2 separate regions of the Mus musculus genome follow, and region 1 is linked to region 2. A link is a contact called in public promoter capture Hi-C data. All regions are on one chromosome and are shown on one strand. The core of a region is the stretch at or near the end of the contact, and the rest is flanking DNA. Distances in the headings are between cores, read along the strand shown.

Region 1 (4,128 bases), core at 690-3,189, 260 kb before region 2:
AGAAACACGATTGGTGGCTTGTATGACTGTATCCAACCAAGCCCCTGAGGAATAAGAGGGAACAGAGTCAAAAGAGATGGTGGGTCGAAGAGGCTGTGCCTTCTCCCTGCCCTCACTATTGAGCCCTTTCCAAGGAGTTTAGACCAAAAGATTGAGGACCCACAGCCCAAGAAGAGCCCAAGAATTGCTGGCAAATGGGCTCTCAGGAAGGGAAACTCTGTTGCGTGACAAATCTTCCCTGGTATAAATAAGTAGCTCTACCATGGTCAATTTCAGATTCCTACGTGGGAACAACTACCTACTGATCATTGAATATTCAGCAAAAAGATCTAACATGTCAGAAGGAACAGTCTTTGGTTCATGGGGTGGATGGGTGGTTCCTGCCCTATCATGAAGTGACAGAGCCCAGGCCCACCCCTATACAGCCTTCAGGCCCTGACTTGTCAGAAACCACAGATGTCTGGAGATGGCCCCAACATGTGTGCAGATGGTGCCAGCTCCGGGACTCCTGAAAGCTGTTAGAGCCTCGAGGCCATGAGGCTGAGCTCTTTCCTCTGTGTTCTTTAATGCCAGAACAGAGAGTGTGCAGACATGGAACCTCCGGGCAGCAGAGAAAAGAAAGGGAGCCAAGACAGGGGTCTTAGACAGTGCCACAGGCCTGCCTGTCCTCTGCTCTGGAAGACAGCTTTAACAAGAGGACTCAGGAGTGTGAACGTGTGGGTCCAGGATTCTCCCCTGCACTGCTCAGCACATAGGTGTGACGACCTCCTCCTTTATCCCCTAGGAAGCATTTACAGGGGAGCCTGCAAAATCCTGGTTGCTATTGGAAATACTGATGTCACTGGCAGGGGTGGAGCTTCAGCAGTTTTTTTTTTTTTTTTAATTTGGGAAAGGCTGTACTTTACATGGCAGGAGGGGGACAAAGAATTAGGATTGCCAGACTGAGAAACAAGGAGAGCTCTGGGAAATGACTGCTGGGAGCAAGATGCAGTTCACACTGGTGAACAGCCAAAGAGAGGAAGCAGGGAATACAAAATAATCTAATTCAGACAGTGCTGCCTGATGTCTAACCTTGCTTTAGCTGCTATAAACAGCTTCCTCTGTCCTTGGTCTCCTTCAGGTCTCCTAGAAGGTACCACTCTATAGTAGAGGAGCCAATGTCACACCTATTTTTTCTTTTTCTTCTTTTTAAATTTTCTTTCTTTTCTTTTCTTTCCTTTCCTTCCCCCCCCCCCCCCCCGAGACAGGGTTTCTCTGTATAGCCCTGGCTGTCCTGGAACTCACTTTGTAGACCAGGCTGGCCTCGAACTCAGAAATCTGCCTGCCTCTGCCTTCAGAGTGCTGGGATTAAAGTCGTGCACCACCTCCGCCCGGCCGTCACACCTATTCTTAACCTCCAGAAGGGAGTCTAAGTCACGGATCCAAGGTGTGGTGTTCCCCTCCCTCCAATTTGGTTTTATTTATTTATAGACAGATCCTGTTACTCACTATGTAGCCCAGGCTGGCCTTGAACTCTAGCAATCCTATCTCACCCTCTAGAGTGTATCCAACTCTCTCCTATAATACTGAGCCCTATCAGAAGGAAATCACCAATATCCTTCCCCCAGCGGTATAGAGGGACAGGGCCTCTTCCTGACCTTGGAAGAATCAAGTCCCAAAATATTACAAACTGTAGGTAAGAACTTCTACTTGAGCGCGCACACTCAAGCATTCACAATGCATTCCCTCCTGTTTAAATACACTTAAGAGTGCAGGTGCACGTGGTGATAAGAAACCCGGCTCAGCTATCGCAAGTCGGGACCACACGGATGACTGTCCCTGGTTCTCTGTATGCTAACGCGCGTGCACATGCCCACGTGGGCGCGTCTCACTCGCGCGCTCCAAGCATTTACGCCAACGCAGGCGCGCGTCAGGAGGCGCGCGCTCGACTCCGCGTCAGGAAGCGGGGGCGGTGGGAGGGGTAGAACGCGTAGGTCCCGCTCACGACTCCGCAGCTGCTGCAGTCGCCGCAGCATCGGGACCAGTCGCACAGTCCAGGCAGCTGTCTTTTTCGCCTTTTCCGCGCGGGTGTTCGAGCAGCGCCCAATACGCTTCAGCACCTCGGACAGCACCCGCCGCGCTCGCCCTGGGCTCCTGAAGAATCCGCGGGTGCTTGACCGCGCGGGGGCCCGGGGGTCCGTACATCGCGAGGTGGTCGCGCTCGCGCAACCCAGAACCAGGCCCGCTGTGCCCGAGGCTCATGAGCACCATGCACCTGCTGACATTCGCCCTGCTTTTCTCCTGCTCCTTCGCCCGCGCTGCCTGCGACCCCAAGATTGTCAACATCGGCGCGGTGCTGAGCACGCGCAAGCACGAGCAGATGTTCCGCGAGGCAGTAAACCAGGCCAATAAGCGACACGGCTCTTGGAAGATACAGCTCAACGCCACTTCTGTCACCCACAAGCCCAACGCCATACAGATGGCCCTGTCAGTGTGTGAGGACCTCATCTCTAGCCAGGTGACCACTACTTCCTCTCTCCCCTGCTCCTCCACCATCCTCCACTGCCCCAGTTTCATTCGATCCTTCCCTGGTCCTTCTCAGTCTCCTTACCAGACCACCCCAAGCCAACTGGTCCCTGGAAAGGCCTGGGACAAATGTCTGTGTCTGCTGGTTCCCCCTGGACTGGTCCTCAGAGGACCATGTGTGCTGTCATGTGACTATCATTGGTGATCTGTTCCATCTAGTCAGTGTGGTTCTAGACATTTTGAGCACAAGATGGAGGAGCACTTCAGGGAACTGGCTGGATGAGGCCTGGGGCTATCTTTGTTTCTTTCCTTACCTCTCTTCCCTTCCCCCATTCATGGGTCTGCATAGGATGGTCCAGGTGCCAGAGCAAACAGGCTCTGCAGGGGTTGGAGTGAGGACTGCGCATGCCAGAGACACCAAGGCACAGAGTGGGAGCTGAGTGCAGTGTGCTGCAGGGGAGGACATGTTGCTGGTGAAGCTGTCCTCCCCTAGCTGAACTGGCTGCTGAATTCCAATGAAGCCATGAGAGTCACTGCAATGCACCATCTTATGTAAAATGAGGACAGGAACAGAGACTGTGCCAAGTCTATTAATACTTGCTTTTCAAAGGACATCTACATCCATGAACATATCTGCTCACACACATGTTCATGCACATGGCACTAGCACACACTACGTCTCAAAATAACACAGTCAACTGCACATGCTCACTCACACACATCTGTATATCCATGGACACCCTGCTTGATATGGTCAGTGCACATAGCAACACTGCTTCCATCATGAGAGTCCTATATCAAGATAGACACACTGGTGTGTATAGTGCAAACATGCTCCAGCCCTTGCTCAAGAATACCTACATACCTTCATACACATGCATACCTACATACAATGTGACCTAAAGTGTGCAGGCTGGGGATCATGGTGAGGGCAGTGAGAAGCAGTCCTCACATTGCAGAGTGTAGAGGCCATGCCAGAGTTTTGTGTCCCCATTCCCACCCTGCCTCACTTTACAAGCGGTGAGCCCTGGTCAGAAGAGAGGATCTACCAACTGCATGTGCCTCTGTGTGTGTGTGTGTGTGTGTGGTGTGGTGTATGTGTGTGGTATGTGTGGTGTGTATGTGTGTGTGGCATGTTGTGTGTGTGTGTGTGTTGTAGTGTGTGTTGTGTGGTGTCTTGTGTGTGTGGTGTGTGTGTGTTTGTGTGGTGTGTGTGTGTGTGTGTCATGGTGCGTGTGTGTTTGTGTGGTGTGGTGTGTGTGTGGTGTGTATGTGTGTGGCATGGTGCATGTGAGTTGTGTGTGTGTTTGTATGTTGTGTTGTGTTGTGCGTGTGTGGTGTGTATGTGTGTGGCATGGTGCATGTGTGTTGTGTGTGTATATGTGTGTTTGTGTTTGTGTGTTGTGTTGTGTGTGTGTTGTGTTGTGTATGTGTGTGGCATGGTGCATGTGTGTTGTGTGTATATATGTGTGTTGTGTGTGTGTTGTTTGTGTGGTGTGGTGTGTGTGGGGTGTGTGTGTGTGGTCTACATCCCTAGATCTTGCTCAGTGCTGCCCCTTCTCTACAATAGGTGGCTTATTCTCTTGTGTCTTAGATGTGTGGGACTTTGAGCACAAATGGCAT
Region 2 (4,084 bases), core at 686-3,185:
ATAAACTGTGGTAGGTTGGTTTGTCCACAGTTCACAGGATTTGGGCGAGGAGGTGAGCTCAGATGGAAGGGACTTCATCCTGACTGCTATCACACCAGGGTACCCAGCTTTGCAGTGTTGGCTGCTGCTGCTAGAGGCCAGCAGGTATCTGCCCAGGCCCAAAGATAAGGCCCTCACCAGACACTCCATCAACGCTATACATCCTTTCCAGCTTCTTGTGGCGGCCAGGAGCCTCAGGTAGAGGTGGCTGCTCCAGCCCAAAGGCCCGAGAAGAGGGACCAGGGACCAGCTGGGCACATCCTGGGCACTCTTTGGAGCCCTGGCGGCTTCCTGCCCAGCTTTGGCAGGGCCTGCTGATGTCCTCCCGGCTGCTGCCTGGGCTGGCACGCAGGGGCTGGCTGTGGTGGTGAGGGTGCCGTTCCCGCTGTCTCCTCCCTTTTACCACTGCTAGCTCAATGGCTTCAGCTTCAGAGCCAGGTAGCAGGGCGGGCTCTCTAGAGATGGTGTACACGTGGGGCTGGGGGCCCTCTATAGCCGGCTTCCCGCTGACTGCCTCATCTGAGATGCTGCCCTCATATCGGCCATTGGAGACGAGGGAGAGGCGGCGCTTGTTCTGGGGTGCAGGTTGCATCTCTGGGGACCCGTCGTGGCCAGAGTAGGCGTCAGCCAGCAGGTGGTCTAGGGAAAGGCATCAGGTGAACCTTCAGCCTGATGGTCTACCCTCCCGGTCCTCTGGCACACTCAACAAGCCCCAACCTTAATGAGGGGGCTGAGGTTACTAGAGAAGGCTCTACCAGGTGGCCTGTTTCTCTGCTTATCTGGGCCTGAAGCCCTTGTGAGAGTGAGGATTGGGGCGGCAGGCAGGCCTCACTACCTGTGCATAATCATCAGAAGTTAAGAATAGACAGGCCGATATCCCCCCAAGAGCCTGCAGATACACCCATTTGCCTGGTGCCAATTCCTCCCCTCCCCCCACCAGCTGGCCCCCAGACAGTGGTGCCAGCCCTGGGGGTGCCAAGAGGCCTGTTGCCATGCCAACAACCCAGGCTGGGAGGGCGCCATGGAGATGGGTGACTGGAGCTCCTCCTAGGGTTCTGGGCCCTGGAGGGCAAGGGATGTGAGGTAGACAGGCCAGCAAGGTACCTGGGCTGGCTCACACTCCACTGGCCCTGGCCCTGGCCCTGGTCCTGGTCCTGGCCTTGGCCTGGGGCAGAGGACTCACCCAGAACAGCCTTTTGTTTCCAGTGTGCCTACCTGCACCGTTGCGGTTCTCAGGGTGACTCTGGGACAGGTACTCTCCAAACGCTCGGGCTGCTCTGCATGGTAAGCAGAGGGAACACGGGTCAGTACAAGCTGGCTACCAGCCTCCAATACTGGCAAGACCCTCCCTACCATACTTACCCCCACCCAGGCCTTCCACATCAACATGAGAAGAGGTGGGCTCTTCCCACCCACCACAGAGTGCCAGGGCATCCTGGTCAGAGACCTCCTACTACTTTCTGTCTAATCTGCCCAGCCTGTGGGCGTCAGGTTTTAAGGCCCAATGCCCACTCCGGAACAGGAAGATCACAGGGCATTGGGGTAGCAGCACATACCACAGAGGGTAGCCGGCAGCAGTAGCCGGTCAGCCCGGCCCACTCACCTTACTTTGGCCGCTACCGAGGACATGGCCTCGCTCCTCAGCGCCCTCCTCCTGGAGGCGGCGGCACCCATGGTCACGGCGCCCGCGCATCCCCCGGATTTCAGAGCGCGCCTCGCGCCCGCCGCCTCTGCCGGGGGAGCCGTACGGCGCCTGAGGTCGCGCTAGGTCTCAGCCTCAGGGTCAGGGTCAGACTTAGGCCCAGGCCCCGCATGGCCGCACCCAGCGCCCAGCGCGTCCAGCCACTGTAGGAGAGCGCGGCTGGACCCGGGGGCGGTGCTCCGCCTCCTGACGCTGAGCCTGAGTTGGCACCACCCCCATGATGACAGATAAGGGCGTGGCTAAAAGGCGGCTCCTCCCGGAGGCTTTCTTCTTGGGGGCATAAAAGTGATGCCCTTCCACTTAGGCCAGGGCCTGTGTATGCCCAAAGAAACCCTTGATTTAGGGGGAAACCCTAGTTTCCTTCAGACCCGGAGCATCCTAGCCCAGCCTAGAGTTGCTGCCTGGAAGCAAAAGGGTCCTGAAAGAACAAGAGATCACCCACTGACCTTCCCGACCTCAGGTCCACTTAGCTCTTTGCCCCTGCAACCTTTACACCAGAGTAAAATAGCCACACAATCAGATTAACGTTTATTAGTTCAACAATCCCACCTTCCCATGCCTCACAGAGGCGTCCGTGCTCCTCAGTACTGCTGTGGGGATACAAGGGTGCCGGGGAAGTGAAGAGGCCCACGACTCCAATAACACAGCCCATGTCTCTGGAAGAAGCCAGATGGCTATATCATCCAGTTTGATCTTGTCAGGCAACTGAAGTAGCCTCTAAGGAATGGGTGCAGCCTCAGTCTAAGGGTGAGGCCCAGGTGTTTTATTTATTTATCCAGTCAGGAAGGATGTTCCAGTCTTGGCCCCTGGTCATCTTGATTAGGGAGCCAAGGGAAGGAGTCCTGGGACTGTTCTGGGGAAGTCAAGCTGGGGGGTCCTTGCAACATCGAAGGCTCATATTCCTGGAAGCAAATCAGACATGGTCAAGATATGCAAAGTGGGGGCTTGCCCGACCCCAGACTGTATCACCTGGAGTGGGAAAACCAGTAGCTAGCCCAGAGTCAGGGACCAGGGGCAGGCCCTGTTTGGGGACCTCAGAGTCCGGCACAGGCAAGGCAGGGTTCAGCACCTCACCGAGTCAGAGTCTAGCTCAATCCCAGTGCTCTGGAAGTCAGCATACGTTTCCTTGGGGATGGCTGGCAGTTCCTCCTCATACTCGGTCTGATAGTCAGACTCATCTAGAGCAGAAGAGAGGGCTCCATTGGTCCTCTCTCCAAGGACAGTGGCTGTGCCAAGCAAGGCTAAAAGGGAAGCAGAACATGGCCATGCCCAGCCCCACTGTAACAGTTCCCAGAGAGCTGCCCAGTGCCAGGGCTGCCAGAGGAACCTCCAGACCCAGCAACACTTCACAGGCGCCTTTGTTCATCTCACGCCACAATGTGTCCTGTGTGTTTTTCACAAAAACATGACCCTCCTCACCTACTCCCTAACCACACATGGGGGCCGGGTCAGAGTTGTGTAAGGAGACCAGCACAAACTCAGCTCAGTGTTGGGGCTCTCACCCTGGGAAGACTCCAGAGCACCTTTCAAGTTCTTCTTTAAGATGGTACATGCAGCAGGGAATTCTGCAGAACATGTTGCTCTGTTGCAAGATGGGGGGCCCCATTGCAGGGTTGTAGATCAGAGCCATGTTGTTGGATGTGGCCCTCGGGCCTCCTAAGGCCTCCTCTGCCAGTAGGTTCCCCTTAAGGTCTGTGGTGTGGTTAGGATGCTCTATGGAGTGATGAGGGGGAAGCCTGAGTGGCCTAGGAGGCAATCCCATGTGGTGGGAACTGGACAGATGGGCTCTGGGTCTTGACACATGGAGAAGCAGTACTGAGCTTCTTGGCCAGTAGAGCTCAAGAGTTGGTGACTTCTTCAAGGGCAAGAGTGAGGGCCTAGTGTAGTGGAGTCCTACCACCTCTTTCCTGTCCCACTCTCCAGACATCTACTCACCATCCACTGCAGCCACCTTGGCCGGCTCAATCCGTGACACAATCTCAGCAAGGTCCGTGAAGGAGGAATTGGGGCAGGTGAACACCTGGAGAAAGGCAGAAAGCATGGCACATCACCTGTCTCAGGCTACACACCCGAGGGCAGGCAGAGTGGGTGCAGGGGATGCTGCTGGTACAGAGGACCCCTACCCTGCCCAACCTGACCCTCCTGCCCTCTCACCCCACAGTCCTTCCTCTTGCTTGTCCCCTGCTGGTCCTGCAACATCTTCTCTAGGACACCACTCCGGACCCAGATGTCAAACACTGTCCGCCCATGTTGATACCCAACTTCCTGTGTACATAGGAGGCCCCATCAGGCACTTGAGGAGGCCCCTCCTAGTGCTCTTAGAAAAGAGGCTGGAAAGGTAAT

Evidence for each region. Capture Hi-C pulls out chosen DNA fragments and counts their contacts.
Region 1: a contact with region 2 is called in a promoter capture Hi-C map of liver. The contact joins the promoter of Grin1 here to the promoter of Nsmf in region 2. A contact is called at or near these places in 4 of 39 promoter capture datasets (the SN4741 cell line, neural stem cells, pre-B cells and 1 more), 1 of 115 datasets of contacts at active chromatin or transcription factors (double positive thymocytes) and 2 of 9 other capture datasets (adipose tissue and liver).

The regions. Positions count from the first base shown.
Region 1 is chr2:25,316,998-25,321,125 of GRCm38.p6, reverse strand. Grin1 (glutamate receptor, ionotropic, NMDA1 (zeta 1)) reads left to right here and starts at 1,939. Exons shown (of 20, transcript NM_008169.3): 1 at 1,939-2,497. The coding sequence starts at 2,240.
Region 2 is chr2:25,052,230-25,056,313 of GRCm38.p6, reverse strand. It overlaps Nsmf (NMDA receptor synaptonuclear signaling and neuronal migration factor), which reads right to left and starts at 1,935. Exons shown (of 16, transcript NM_001039386.1): 1 at 1,643-1,935; 2 at 1,255-1,316; 3 at 178-678. The coding sequence starts at 1,713. Pnpla7 (patatin-like phospholipase domain containing 7) reads right to left here. Exons shown (of 35, transcript NM_146251.4): 32 at 3,896-4,006; 33 at 3,677-3,761; 34 at 2,816-2,919; 35 at 2,242-2,643. The coding sequence ends at 2,521.